Regions from separate parts of the Mus musculus genome. Here regions 2 and 3 are each linked to region 1. Evidence: chromatin contacts called from public HiChIP or PLAC-seq and promoter capture Hi-C data. All regions are on one chromosome and are shown on one strand. Each heading gives the region's core, a stretch centred on a gene start, on an enhancer-like site or on the middle of the called end of the contact. The rest is flanking DNA. Distances are from core to core; before and after follow the strand shown. Region 1 has its middle 83 kb from the start of Gm52039. Region 2 has its middle 4.6 kb from the start of Gm25232. Region 3 overlaps Gm40941 (a long non-coding RNA gene).

The links. Promoter capture Hi-C pulls out the DNA fragments that hold promoters and counts their contacts. HiChIP or PLAC-seq counts read pairs in DNA pulled down with a chosen protein or histone mark.
Region 2: a contact with region 1 is called in a promoter capture Hi-C map of cranial neural crest. The contact joins two enhancer-like sites. A contact is called at or near these places in 1 of 39 promoter capture datasets (cranial neural crest) and 2 of 484 Hi-C or Micro-C datasets (cardiomyocytes and cerebral cortex).
Region 3: an H3K27ac HiChIP or PLAC-seq map of VIP interneurons shows a contact between it and region 1, with 27 times the contacts expected there. The contact joins two enhancer-like sites. A contact is called at or near these places in 5 of 15 datasets of contacts at CTCF or cohesin (the NIH/3T3 cell line, hippocampal excitatory neurons, large pre-B cells and 2 more), 115 of 484 Hi-C or Micro-C datasets (3T3-L1-derived adipocytes, the AML12 cell line, the AtT-20 cell line and 66 more), 11 of 115 datasets of contacts at active chromatin or transcription factors (the NIH/3T3 cell line, PVALB interneurons, SST interneurons and 7 more) and 2 of 9 other capture datasets (embryonic tail and embryonic trunk).

The regions. Positions count from the first base shown.
Region 1 is chr13:47,317,618-47,322,625 of GRCm38.p6, reverse strand. No RefSeq gene overlaps it. Among named protein-coding and RNA genes, the nearest start is that of Gm52039, 83 kb to the right of the region's middle. Within about 2 kb of position 2,910, at least 12 of the 459 cell types and tissues checked have an H3K27ac peak or open chromatin away from gene starts, as enhancers often do. A contact at or near this core is called in VIP interneurons, where this site is marked.
Region 2 is chr13:48,565,326-48,570,333 of GRCm38.p6, reverse strand. No RefSeq gene overlaps it. Among named protein-coding and RNA genes, the nearest start is that of Gm25232, 4.6 kb to the left of the region's middle. Within about 2 kb of position 2,488, at least 230 of the 459 cell types and tissues checked have an H3K27ac peak or open chromatin away from gene starts, as enhancers often do.
Region 3 is chr13:48,466,209-48,471,216 of GRCm38.p6, reverse strand. It overlaps Gm40941 (a long non-coding RNA gene), which reads left to right. Exons shown (of 2, transcript XR_873371.1): 2 at 4,730-5,008. Among named protein-coding and RNA genes, the nearest start is that of Gm40941, 8.9 kb to the left of the region's middle. Within about 2 kb of position 2,811, at least 4 of the 459 cell types and tissues checked have an H3K27ac peak or open chromatin away from gene starts, as enhancers often do. A contact at or near this core is called in VIP interneurons, where this site is marked.

The DNA.
Region 1 (5,008 bases), core at 1,661-4,160:
ATTCCTTTACTTGGCTCTCGTACTTGGGATAGGATAGACCTGTCCCATTGATACTGGGCTTATCTAATGAGTTTCTGTCTCAATGAGGTGGTGACAGACACAGCAAAAGTGACAGTTTGCAGTATATTTGTGTGGTAGCATGTGCTCTCTCAAGCTTCTATATCATAAGAGGTATTCTATACCCCATGAACCTGTAAGTCCGAGAAGGATGGCTTTCGTGGTGGAGAACTGAGCAGTTTTCTGGTTGGTGCAAAAGCTATCCAAGCTCAGATTAAATCAGCTAAACTTCACCTACCTGCCGGTGTTAGCTACTTTTTCATTGCTGGGACAAAATACCTAACAAATACAGTTTTAAGGATTTATTTTGGATCACAATTTGAAAGGATAGTGTCTGCCCTGGTGACTTATAAAAGAAAGTGTTTGATTGGGGACTTGCTTAGAGGTTTTAGAGGTTTAGTTCTTTATCATCACAGTGGGGAGCATAGAGGCACACTGGTGGGTGCTGGAGCTGAGGGCTGAGGGCTCTATCCTGATTCATATGCTAAAAGACTGGATTGGCATGAACTTTTGAACCCTCAAGGCCCACCCCCAATGACACACTTCCTCCAACAAGGTCACACCTACTAATCCTTTTAAATAGTGCCACTCTCTGGTGGCTAAGCGTCCCAATATATGAACTATTCTTATTCAAACCACAACACAGTTTCATCCATTTACCTATGAGTTTTATAGTTTCTGTTTCCTTTACAACTAAATAATATTTTATTGTGAATATCTATTATCTATTTATCAGCTGATGGATCTCTAGATTGTTTCCATCTCCATGGTGTTGGGAACACAGCATCTTTATAGGAGGAAGTTGAGTCCTTTAAGGCTATGCTTAGGGAGTTCCTTCCTAAACCAGAGACCCAACCAATAAAACGTAAAATAAAATGTAAAAAGTCAATCACAAGCTGATCTCCCTTGTGAACATAGATGCAAAAATTCTCAGTAAAGTACCTGCAAATCAAATTCACCAATGCATCAAAAAGCTCATCTGCCATAATGAGGTAGACATCATCACAGAGATGCAGCTTTGGCTCAACATACATAAATCTTATAATATATGCAATCTACCACGTAAATGGATTTACAGACAGAAACCACATGGTCATCTCATTAGAAGCAGGAGGGCCTTTTGACAAGAACTTGTCTATTTTAGATTGCTATCCTATCCTTCCTCGGGCTGCCTCGGGTTAAATTCCTAGAGCTTCATGGCTATCTGAAACTATGCTATCGACTCACCTTACAAGTGCAGCGCAACCCAGAGTTCATTTCCTGAGAGAGCATCTATTACGAGCAAAACACTGAATTAGACATTAATAATATGGGAATCGAGAGATCAATAGGTAAGCCTGGTCAACTTCACTTTTCTTGTTTATAGAATGACTTTTTAGACAATTAAATTTTAGATAATATTTCTAACAAATTCCCAGGGGTGTAAAATGTTAAGAATGATTATCGGGTGTGACAAATATTACAGTACAGGTCTGTAGGATGCACTTGCACCAGGTCCACAGATGTGCGGTGTGGAAACAGGGAGTAAATTCCATCCAATTTTAAAGGAAGGCATTATGGAGAGGGTGGAATGGCAAATCCCATCAAATACCAAGAGGAAGTTTCAAGAAGCACATTTAATTTCAGGAGCTGAGAGATGACTCCATCAGTAAAGTGCTTGCCTTGCAAATGTTAGGACCCAAGTTCGAGCCCCAGCACCCAGATAAAAAGCTGTCTGTGGTTTCTGTGCCTACAGTCTCAGTCCGGGGAGGCAGGGATAAGAGAATGCCATGGGCTCATTGGCCAAACAGTCTAGCCAAACTGGCAAGCAATGGATCCCAGTGAGAGACCTTGTCTCAAAACACAAGGTGGATGGTGCCTGAGGAGGAAGGTGATTCGGGGTGGTCCTCTGGATCCAGGAGCACCTACGCCCACTGAAACGATCTAACCTGAGGCTGATAAATGCATTTTACTCCTAACCCTTTTCACAAAGCATTTTTAGACCATTGCTGAAAAGGAGGGGGGAAGAGAAAGAGAGAAGAGAAGAGGAGAGGAGAGGAGAGGAGAGGAGAGGAGAGGAGAGGAGAGGAGAGGAGAGGAGAGGAGAGGAGAGGAGAGGAGAGGAGAGAAGAGAAGAGAAGAGAAGAGAAGAGAAGAGAAGAGAAGAGAAGAGAAGAGAAGAGAAGAGAAGAGAAGAGAAGAGAAGAGAAGAAGATCCTAGAAGCAAGAATCTCAAACCTCTACACATTTATTCTTGATGGAGCTTGTGGATGGTGTGCTTTGAGTCTTCAGTTCTCAGTCTGCTTCATCACAGTATTTGAAATCAGCCTTCCAGAGAACCTAGCATTTCAAAGACAAACAGGGAATCCTCAAGGCAGCCAAGTCCCTCAGTTCAATGAACGCCTACTAGACTTCATCCAGAGACGGAATCTAGAATATATCTCATTTGAAGAGTGCCATAGCTCTAAAAAGATGTTATCCCATTTTTCTCTATAGGAATTAAAGTCTATATTACCCAGAGGTAACCTTTTATTTTGCATTTCTAGACTAATGTTTTCTGCTGAAGTTAGCAAAGAGAGTTTATTCGCATTCTTACAGCAAACGGGGAAAAGGATTTCACCTGGGCCTGGCAGCTCCCCTCCCTTTCCATGGAATACCATGTAGCTAGATGAGATAAGGCAGTCTTGCATCCGGACTGGCATCAACCCCACCCTCCCCTGGAGGAGTCTAGTTATTAAATTATTTTTTTAAAGATTCATCTTCCCGAGTCTTTGGAGGCAGTACAGCTGGGAGTCATTAGCTGCAATCAGAGGGCAGCCAACAAAAGGAGGACGCTGTGGGTGAACGCAGCCTTTCAGTAGCAGCCATCTGGGCAGAGGGAATTGGGCTTCAACTCCGGAGGGTGGCGGAAGTTATCGGGATCTTGTTATATTTGGACTTGACTTCAGACCCGAAAGGAAAGCTTTCTTTCCTGTGGTTTGCTTTCTGGAAGTGGGAGCAGAAGATAGCAGAGGTCTGCTAACAGACCTCCCACCCCTCACCCACCCCCAGGGCACGGTGATCAAAACAGAGATGAAGTCTGGACATAAAAGGCAGGAATGAGCTGGCCAAGGACCTTGCCCATTTATGACTTGGAGTCTTCTGAAAAGTTGCTTTTCTTGCAGGGAGATAGCTCCTTCTTCCTCCCCTCCTCTGCTTTTCCCAGAGATAAGCACATCTTTTCCACTCCAGCAAAGGACATGATGCTTGTCTTTTATCGTCTGCACAGAGAACAGCCACCAGGAACATGCTTCAAAATAAGGGGGAAACATCCGATTTCCATTGTGGGGTCCCTGGCTTCTAGAGAATGATGAAAATACAAGGTAATGAATAAAAACCAGAGTACATTTTCAGGCCAGGCCTGGACTCAAGCCTGGTTCTGCCTCAGCCTGACCCACGTCTCAGAAAGTAGGTCAGCGCTGAGCCCCCGCTCCCACGTCTGCAAAGTAAGGATAGGACTAGAGACCCTGTAACCCAGACTCCATAACATTGCTGTGAGAATTCACAATGGGGCGCTGCAGGCACACAGGTAGCATTCCATAATCAGGAATTATCCAGAAAAGGTGAAGGGTAGAGTTGGGTTGGGTTGTGTTAATTAACATCCTCAAAGCCACCGGGAAGAATTCTGTGACCTAGCGTTTCAAAGAGAGTTAGAACAAAGGTTGTGGAAGCTGTTTCATCGAGCTAACTGGGAAATAAGTGTATCAGTAAAGAACAAAAGAGAGCCGGTGCCAGGGAAGTAGAAAAGGGGCCGATTTCCATTACCAGACTTCAGAGATAGCATCCAGAAAGTGGGTCTCAAGACACAGGGGTCAAAAATACAGATAAGAAAGCTCTTCCCAGGGCTTTCATCCTAAAGAGTCTATATTTGGGCCAATCGTGAAGCTGATGAGGTTAAGAAATATTTATGTTAGAAGATTTGCATGTCAAACACTGTTTTCCTCTTCTTGGTTTCAGGGCAGCCAGACAGAAGAAATTGGGTGTAATTAAATATAAAAAGTATCAATTAGCACTGATTCTTCCAACCGCTGAGAGAAATGACCAATTGGGAGCGAGTGGTCCAATCGTCTCCCAGGCTTCCGAAGGAATCAGAAATCAGACTCCACCCCACCTAATTTTACGAGCAGGATCAAGTAATGTTTCCAGGATACAGACCCTTGGCAGAACATTACAGAGTCTAAGACAATGATGGCCGATGTCACAAATCTCAAAGCTTTGAATGGTGTGAATGTTCGAACAGTCCTGCATAGCATCTCACTACCAGCCAGCACTGTGTGCTTAAGACCTTTGTACCAGAAAGAAAGATGCTCGGTCACAGGGTAGAACAAACACACTGAGCACCAGCTCCGTGTCCTTACCAAGGAAGACTCATCTTCCTTTTCCCGTGAGCTCATGTTCCAGCATGGAAAGGGATATTCCGAGATGATAACTTTCTTCAGTCATCCTAGGCAGGCTTCACTGACACCCTGGTCATCCCAATTGTCTTCTCTCTGAGGTTGCCCATGCAGGGTCACTTTCTGCATCTACAGCATCAGGGCTCTGGGGTGATTTCTCCACAGTAAAGGCTTGAGGTCTTTCTAACTGGTTCGATTCTCTTCTGCTTTTCCCCCAGACCTAACACCCAACCCCCTCCAACATATGCTTACACACATGAACTTTTGAGAATGTCTTAAATAGAAGGTAAATATCTCCTCCTCCCCCCCCCCACTGTGCCCATGCATTTGTGTGTTCAATGTAGTTACAGGTATATGATCCCATGACACAAGCATGTTGGATGAATTCTTCCGTGTGATGGAGCCTCTATTGTTATGTTCCCATTTTACAGACGAGGGAAGAAAAACCTAGTTCAGTTTTGCTGAATCTTATTCCACCTACTCGGAACTCCTACTGAGCTGTATGCTCTTTTCAGCCCTGGAATTTCTACTTCTGTTTT
Region 2 (5,008 bases), core at 1,239-3,738, 1.2 Mb before region 1:
TATGGATGGTTGTGAGCCACCATGTGGTTGCTGGGATTTGAACTCAGGACTCCGTGCTCTTAACCACTGAGCCATCTCTCCAGCCCACATTTTTTGTTTTTAAAATAGAGGGAGGGGAAACTGTAATCAAAATATGGTGGCACACACCTTTAGTCTCAGCACTTGGGGTCGGGACAGTTGGGATGGGGTGGGGGGACAGAGGCAAGTAGATCTCTGAGTTCTAGGCTAGTCTGATCTACAGCTCTAGTTTCAGGACAGATGGGGCTACACAGAGAAACCCTGTCTTGAAAAACAGTAGATAAATAAATAAAATAAATAAATAATTTAGAAAGATATGTTGTATGAGAAAATTATCTACATCCCACAAACAGAAATTTAAAAATGAGTTTAGCAGCTGTCTTTCCACCTTCCTTCTTCCTCCTCACCATCTCTCTTACTTCCTCTTTTTTTTGCTCCTTCTGACTTTTAGAGAGTATCTCCCTCCAAAGCCCAGGGTGGCCTGGAACTACCTAAGCCCCAGGAATCCTAAGGTGCCACCACACCTGACTTTTCACTGCGTTTACAAACATCAGGGCGGGATCCAAACTTGAAATTGCAAAGGCAATGCCATTTATCCTACCATCTAAAAGACCAGATGCCAGGACATGAACCCCAGGACCCGTGAACGACCTGTTGTATGAGCTTTGGAGAGGCTGCTATAAACCATCAAATCTCGTGACTTACCAGGAATGCATCCTCTCAAAGATCTGCTCACTTTGTGAGTCTGAGCGGCATGTTAGAAGGGCTGCGGACCCTTCAGAAGTCTCTCACCTTCCTTGGCACCCAGCGTCCGCAGTGTTTGGCTTGTTGCTAAAATACTGATTAGCTCCAGTGTCTGTCTCCATAGCCACAATCTTCACGCCTGTCTTCTCCACGGCCCTGTCCCTCTCTCTCCTGGCCCCTTCCCCTCTTCCTCATACATGAGCTCTATGGCTGTAGGGCCATCTGGATGACCTAGAATGATGCTTCCAAGATGCTTAAATATATCTGAAGAGCCCTTTCTTCCACATGAAAAGGCCACATCCAGGTCCTGCAGATGAAGTTAAGGGTGGCATGCTCTGGTGAGGGTCATGGTTCACTTTACTCTGACTGTAACTGGAAACCATGATAGACTACAGCATAAACTAGACAGCAATTAGCTAAGTGAACGACGTGCCTTATTTATACGTGGGAAGAAGACTCATGACTATCAGAACGTCACACCCTCGCTGATTTATATTTCAGTGTAGTACTAAGCAAAACCCAGCAGTCTTATCTTAGAGAAGTTGAAATTTTGATTATGAAATGTATATGGAAAGGCAAAAGACCAGACAAGCTTCGACAACTTTGACATCCCGTGGCCCCTTGAATGATTCTCCTTCCAGAATGTTAGCATGTGTGGTCCTGGGATAGAAAGTTTTCTTCATCGATTATAAATATTATTCATTTTAACAGATTTAGTGAGAACTAATACACAATCCTTGGCAATTTGGTAAAGGTGTGTGTGTGTGTGTGTGTGTGTGTGTGTGTATGTGTGTGTGTGTATGTGTGTGTATATGTGTGTATGTGTGTGTGTATGTATGTGTGTGTGAGTGTGTGTGTGTGTATGTGTGTGTATGTGTGTATGTGTGTGTGTGTGTGAGTGTGTATGTATGTGTGTATGTGTGTGTGAGTGTGTATGTGTGTGTGTATGTATGTGTGTGTGTGTGTGTGTGTGTGTATGTGTGTGTGAGAGTGTGTGTGAGTGTGAGTGTGTGTGTATGTGTATGTGTGTGTATGTATGTGTGTGAGTGTGTGTGTATGTATGTGTGTGAGTGTGTGTGTATGTGTGTGTATGTGTGTGTGAGAGTGTGTGTGTGTGAGTGAGTGTGTGAGTGAGTGTGTGTGTATGTGTGTGTGTGAATGTGAGTGTGTGTGAGTGTGTGTGTGTGTGTGTGTGTGCTAGCAGGGATCCAGCCCAGGGCCTGCTGCACACCAAGCATGATTATCCAATGAACTACATCTGTAGCCCTGATTGAGTGGGCTTTGACATATGTCGTTGAAACCAATACCACAGTCAGAGTATGGGATGTCTCCAGGACCCTAAGAACCTCCTGAGACAGTGCACGGAACCTCCCTCCCCAGCCAGGGAGGCCACAGACCTGACTGTGGATTGGCTGCAGCTTAAGGCTGAATCAGAAACAATGTTCCCTTTTTCTGTCAGATTTCTGTCTCAGCATCATTTGGCTGAAGTTCATTCCTGTTACAAGATGTACCTGCAGCTTATTCCTTTTAATGGATGAATAATATTGTCCCCAGTGGATATTCCACCTTTTTAGTTTTTTTGAACTAGTCTCTCTCATGTAGCCCTGGCTGCCCTAAAACTCACTATGTGGCTTTGAACTGTAAGGGACCCATCTGCTTCTGCCTCCTAACTGCTGGGGTTAAAGGTATGTGTCACCACGCCAGCTCACTCCATAGCCGTTTATCCAGTCACAGGCTCATGAGATTGGTATTGCTTCATTCAAGCCTTTGTAGATATTTAGGAACAGCTGGATGATATAGTAGTTCCATATTTGAGTGTTTGAATGTCTCTTAAAACTACGTTCCAGAGTGATTGGGCCATTATGTTCCCCACAGGCAATATCAGAATTCAAGTGTCCTTATATCTTCAGTTATACCTAGTATGGTGAATCCTACTCGATTTTTTTTTATTATTTTGAAATCCTGCCTCTGTAACCCCCACATGTGTGTACATGCCTAAGTGTGTGCTTGTGGAGGCTCGAAGTTGATACCAGGTGTCTTCGTCAGTCACTCTCCACTTTATTACGACAGGGTGGGTCTCTCCCTGAACCTGAAGCTCACAGTGTGGCTGGACAGGTTGGCCACCGAGTCCCCAGAACCTACTGTCTCTTCCACCAAGCTCTGGAGTCACAGTGACACAGTGCCAGCCCTGGTTGTTTTTGTTTGTTTGCTTGCTTCTTATGTGGGTGCTAGAAGATCAGAACCTGAGTCCTTATGCTTTCATGGCAAATATTTTCCCAACTGGGCCATCTCCTCCTGTTGTTACTATTACTGTTGCTGTTGCTATTGTTTTGAATTAAAAGTAAGTAGACAGCCGGGTGTGGTGGTGCACGCCTTTAATCTCAGCACTCGGGAGGCAGAGGCAGGCAGATTTCTGAGTTCGAGGCCAGCCTGGTCTACAAAGTGAGTTCCAGGACAGCCAGGGCTATAGAGAAATCCTGTCTCGAGGAAAAAAAAAAAAAGTAAGTAGACCTTCTAACTGAATTCTAGTACCTGATTGTGGATCCCCAATGAACTTCAGCGATTTGCTGTATTTTTAAAATAGGAGACCTAGGCTATTTTACTTTATACTCTAAAATGTCTTTGAATAAATTGAAATTTATTTCTTAAGTTTTCCTTTTCTTGAGAATTTCTGAAGGATTGGATTTGGGGAAAAAAAAAAAACAACCCAATCTGTGTTGTAACAGCTGCCTTCCATCCTTCCTCAGTCCCTGTCTCTAAATATTACTCAGTAAGAGTAAACCATCATTTTTCTAGACTCTGACTGATGCTTTTTTTCTTCTTCTTCTTCTTGGTTTTCCTGGCCACCACACATTCAGCACACAGTCTCGCTTGCCAGATGTTTGGCTTCCTGCTTTCTATATTTAAAACACACGGAGGAGATATAGCTGTGATAGCCACATAATTTTTTATTTTCTTCTTTGGGTCAGTGATTTAAAATGTTGACATCATTTAAATTTGAAGGCACAAGAATGCCGGTTCCCTAACCTCGGTTAGGAAAGGGTACAGTCTTCCGCGGGGCTGGGAGGGAGGTCAGGCCAAGGCCCGGAGGCCTCCTCTGCAGGAATTCTGACACAAGGCCTCCTGGCTGTGGGCCAGAAACTGAGTCATGGCGAAAAGCTGCCTGCAAAATAAACCTTTGGGCTAATGAAAAATGCTGCTTTAGAAGGCCCTTTGTCAGAAACGAAGTTAGAGGTCTGAACACAATAGCCCGGCCTTCATTCAGGCCTGACTAGAAACACTCTGGAGTCCTCCCAACCCCCCTCTAGGTTAGGGACCCTTGAGCAGCCCATACCGAAGGAGGGGCACACACACACTGGGAACAGACAGCAGCCCCAGGCAGAACGGCTCTTTTCTATAGGACATTCCGAGCCAATCCTGTGAAGATTGAGAAGGCCACAGGAGACCACATGTGCTCACCTGGCAGAAGGGACTGGCTTTCTGGACACAGGACCATTAAACGTGAGCTCTTTTGCTCCTTTGTTCTGAGAAGACCAAATAATTCTCTGTCCCTCCACAGGAAAACAGAGCCAGAGGGTCATTCTGGTGACACATTTCTAAGAGCCATCCACACTTTCCCAACTTTTTTGTTTGTTTGTTTGTTTATTTGTTTTTTTGAGACAGGGTTTCTCTGTGTAGCCCTGGCTGTCCTGGAACTCACTCTGTATACCAGGCTGACCTCGAACTCAGAAATCCGCCTGCCTCTGCCTCCCAAGTGCTGGGATTAAAGGCGTGTGCCACCACCGCCCAGCCCAGCTTTTTATTTTGAGGCAAAATTTTACTATGTACGCCAGGCGAGCCTCAAAGTCACAGAGAGCTTCCTGCCTCTGCCTTCCGGGTACCGGTGCGAGTCACTAAATCCAGCCCCGTTTTTATTAGTCCACTGTTAGGGTTCTTTAATCTCAGTGTTTATGTCAATCCAGAATTGTCCCAGCTCCCCACACTCACCCTCTTTGAAATAAGGCATCATGTATCTCAATTGGCCTTGCATTCACTATGTAGTTTAGCCAAGGGCAACCTTGAACTTCTGGTCTTCTTGCCTCCACCTGGTACATGACTTGTTTATGTGAGGCTTCCTAGATGCTAGTTAAGCCCTGTACCAACTGACCTACATCCCCAGCCATCTTTCTGCTTCCCTCTCAGCCTGGCCAGCGTACAGGCTAGATTCTCAGCTTATCACTTTCAAACTTCAAGTCTCAGAGTAGGT
Region 3 (5,008 bases), core at 1,562-4,061, 1.1 Mb before region 1:
TCTGATGTGTTCTCCATGGATTAGGGCTGGTGCATTTGTGTGTGTGTGTGTGTGTGTGTGTGTGTGTGTGTGTGTGTGTGACAGACACCATGACCACACAGCAACTCTTATAAAAGAAAGCATTTAACGGGAGCTGCCTTACTGCCTTATAGATTCAGTAGTTTAGTCCAGTGTCATCATGGAGGGAAGCATGGTGGCACACAGGTACTGTGTGTATATATGGTACTGGAGATGTAGCTGAGAGTTCTGGAACTGGGTAGGGAGGAACCAGGAAGAGAGAGCGAGAGAGACACTGGGCCTGGCTTGAGCATCTGAAACCTCAAAACTCACCCCCCAGTGACACACTTCCTTCAGCAAGGCCACACCTCCCAATAGTGTCACTCCCTATGAGCCTATGGGGGCTATCACATCCCACTCCCTGGTCCCCAAGGGCTTGTAAACAGATCATAAATGCAGAAATGCATTCAGTCCAACTTCAAAAGTCCCCATAGTCTTTAACAGTATTTACCCTCTTTAAAAGCCCAAAGTCTTTTCTGAGACTCATGGCAATCTCTCAACTGTAATTTCCTGTAAAATCAAAATTAAAAAAAGCAGATTTCGGGCTGGAGAGATGGCTCAGAGGCTAAGAGCATTGACTGCTCTTCCAGAGGTCCCGAGTTCAATTCCCAGCAACCACATGGTGGCTCACAGCCATCTGAAATGGGATCTGATGCCCTCTTCTGGTGTGTCTGACGACAGCTACAGTACAGCCGTATGCATAAAATAAATAAATATTTTTAAAAAACTTTCAAAAAAAGCAGATTTCATACTTCTAATACACAATGGTGTACAGCAGAATATACATTACTGTTCTAAAAGAGAGCATAATGAAGACATACTGGATCAAAGCGAGACTGAAAACCAGCGAGGCCTACTCCAAACTCTGTATCTCCACACATAATGTTAAAGCCCTCTTCAGATCTCCAGCTCCTTTCAGCTTTGTTGACTACAACATATTTCTTTCTCTTAGGCTGGTTCTCCTCGCTGTTAGTAACTTTCCTCTGGAGGTTTATTATGACTCTGGCATCTCCAAATCCTTAAAGTCTCCAAGGAAATCCAGAGTTCACCTTCACAGCATCACACAACGGCTTCTCTGGGCCTCCATGCAGGAACATACCTGGCCTAGGTGGCTTTCCTCAGCTGTGGAGAGAGATTTCATAAGACCTTTCTTCTATTCTTGACTCTAAAGACAGAACCGCATGGCTTAAGTTGTCATGTTCTGCTGCTTGCTGGGCCGGACCATGACCCCTCTTAATCAATAACATCGTCACCAGCTTTCTGTTTTTGATAGTCTCCTTCACTGCCTAAGCCTGGTTGTCCTGGAACTCACTCCGTAGCGAGTGGCCTCAAACTCAGAGATCCGCCATCCTCTGCCTTCTGAGGGCTGGGATTAAAGGTGTGCACCACCATGCCTGGCCCAAAGGTTTTCTTTAATTCCTTTCCACAAGTTGGCAGCAGAGTTGGGCGGGGTCTTGCTCTGAGGTCACCATTCCCTTTATTGGCATCAGGTTTGTCTTTAATCTGTTTACATTTCCCGGTGCCCCTTCGTTATGACTAACAACCAAGCAACACAGGCTTGTGGAAATCTCCTCTGCCTGTTAATCTCTTCAATCTAGCCTCAGGCAGATTTAAAAAAAAAAAAATTTGGACAAGAGCAGAATCATCCATATTCTTCACCAAAATATCACAAGAATGATCTGTAGGGCATATAGTATTCTTCTCTGAAACCGCTTGAGCCAGGCTCCCACAGTTCAAATCACCCTCAGCGCCACTCTCTTCCATGCTGCTACTAGGATGGCTGCACCGCCGTGCTTAAAGCATTCCACTGATTTCCTAATCTGAAGTCTCTCAAAGTTCACATTCCTCCAACCAAAAGCATGGTCAGAAATACCCCAGTTTCTGGTACCAACTTCTGTCTTAGGGTGTCTCTTGCTGTGAAGAGACATCATGACCGCAGCAACTCTTATAAAGGAAAACATTTACCTGGGACTGGCTTACAGGGTTAGAGGTTTAGTCCATTTTCATTATGGTGGGAAGCGTGGCAGGATGCAGCCGGACATGGTGCTAGAGAGGTAGCTGACAGGTCTACATCTGAATCAGCAGTCAGCAGGCAGAGAAAGAGAGACACACAGACAGTGGGCCTGACTGAGTATCAGAAACCTCAAAGCCCACTCCTTCAACCAGGCCACACCCACTTCGACAGGCCACACCCACCTCAACCAGGCCACACTCCCCTCAACAAGGTCACACCTCCTAATAAGTGCCACTCCCTATGAGCCTATGGGGGATATTTTCATTCAAACCACCACATTGCGCCACAATTTTTTTTTTTGAATGAATCGATAAAAGTGAATGCACCGTGAAAGCAGCTACGAGCGAGCGCTGGGAGCCCAGGGACTGACAGGTAAGAGCCTTTCTCACCGCCACAGTGTCCTGGCCTTCTCCTAACTCCATTCTCATCAGCACCGCGCTCTCCAGTCGGGCGTCTCCCCAGTGGGCTGCAGCGATCCAGAGCTCTGCTGTGTGAGTTCTTCCAGACCCAGAGTGTGCCAGCCAGCACTGCAATTGAGTTTTGTTTTCATTATGCAGGCTTCCTGTGAAGTTACAAATTAATTTGAATCCTCTCCATACTTTTAAGGCCCCTCTAAAAAGGGCTATGTTCCTGCCTTTCTTGGTAAATGGGGGCCTATCCCACTTCCCTAGAATGGCTTACATCCTGGCAAGGGTTGTATGCCCCTCATCTCTTTGCCAGGGTAGTGAGCTTCCACACTTCCGAGCTGTGGGTGGCTCTCCACCTGGGCTCTGGGGAAGCATGCCCAGGCCACCTGCACCATGCCAACACCCACCTGTGTCCGATGGACCCTTAGTTTTTCAAATTCACACCACACCACGGCACTATTTTCTGTTTTATCGTTTGCCTGCATTTCCGTTAATGATAGGCAGCACGAAAACAATTTTCCTGCCGCGTCCTAAACATTTTTAACTGTCTTCCTGAGACACTTGGGCTGAGGCCGATTGTGGCATTGAGAAATATGCATAGCACACCCTATTGGAACGGATCAGATGCCAGACACTCGCTATCCTTCTGTAAAGGGATGCAGTATTTGTGTGTAACTCACACACATCTTCTTGTATGTTTTAAACCATCCACAGATTACTTCTAATACCTATCACACCACAAACACTGTATAAACAGTCTCTGCTCTGGATTGTTTAGGTGATAGTGTCAAGAGAATATGTCTACACCGGTTCATCACAGATGCACATTTTTTTTTGCTGGTGTTTTCCACTGTGATTGAATTCTCAGCTGTGGAACCTGCAAGTCCTGAAGGCCAGCTATACTTTGTGTTCTTCTTTTCTAGTACCCCTTTCTGTTCTCTGGCTCAGGATCTTTGAACAGCATATAGGAACCCATTCCAGAAAAGTTACGATGGAGAAGCGGAAACTCCCGTAATAATTTGTGACCTTGCTATGTTAGTGCCTAGGTGAGCCTCTCCGAAATCGCTCTGCGGCCAATGGAATTGGCCTCACTTTGCAGAAGGTGCGGGTGGGGGGCGCTGAGGGTTTCAGGCTCACAGAGCTGAGCACATTTACAGCCCCTCCTCTGCCTTCAGAGCATGAAGCTGGTTCAAGGCTTCCTGCCCAGCTTCTCCTGCTGAGACACTCTGCATGAGTGGATTGTCTGAAGGTGATTTCTCTCTTTCTTTCTTTCTTTCTTTCTTTCTTTCTTTCTTTCTTTCTTTCTTTCTTTCTTTCTTTCTTTCCATTCTCTCTCTCTCTCTCTCTTTCATTCTTTCTCCACCAAGAGTGAAGAGTTTATTGATCTCAAAAGTTGGAGTAGATAAATGAGATGAGGTTCTGTCCTCGTCCTCCTGCCAGGCTTTCGGAAGGGCTGAGAGAACATCTAGGCCTGTGGAATCTGGAGCCTCACGCTTCCCAGCTGGCAGTGGCCAGAACATTTTTGGGCCTCCACATGGAAAAAGTCACGAGGGCAAGACCCAGATTCCCCCAACTCTTGGATTCCCCTCCCCCCATTAAATTTTTTTTTTCTACTAAGTGTCGGGCAGACTGATCCTACTAATTTTGTGAGCTACTAAGAGCCTCGGTTTCCCTAATTCGTGATCAGAAGGGTTTTTATTTATTCACCATTTTAAAGAATAGGAAGAGATTTGGTAGCCTTTCTAGTGGGAGCCATGGCCAGGTTCCCACTGTGAGAGCCACACATGAGAGTCCTATATTCATCTCAGGCTTGGCCTCCCATGTGGCAGCTGAGCCATCAGGCTGGCTGTGAAATGCCTTATTTTATTTTCTGCCTAACATCAGGCTGCAAATGAAAATACCTTTTCAACCCTGGTATTATTACCCCTATGGATGGTACCTTTAATGCGCGCTATTCATTGTTATAATGGCCGCACCTGTGTAGCAAGTGCGCATTAGAACCACAGCAGCTGTGGGCTGTAATTGCAAAACATTATTTTCTGTTTCTCCCTGAAAGCTTTTGTGTGTGTGTGTGTGTGTGTGTGTGTGTGTGTGTGTGTGTGTGTGTGTGTGTGTTTGTGTGTGTGTGTGCTTCAGTGTCCACGAGTTTGTTTCATCTATAATGACTCTGGCCCAAAGATTCTCTACCTCCCCCCTTTTATACAAGGGCTAACTGTAAATACGTTTGTTTGTTTCTCAATTCGTGTTTCAGGGAATGTCAGATGCTACCGCATCCTCCTGTGCGTGGGCACGGTCAGAAATGGCACTTCAGAGAGCTACTTGGGAGAGCATGTGGTCTGCGGAAAGGTTCCTGTGATCAACGCCGCTGGGAGCAGCAGCCTTTATGTGCTTGGCACCCAGGCGCTGCCATGATTAATGCATTTGTTCCTTGATATTCAGCCCCTGGGTGTCTGCGGGACAGTGAATCAATTTAGCATTTGCAGATCTAGATAATCACTGGTACCAAAGATGTTTTCTTTGGTGTGAGGGG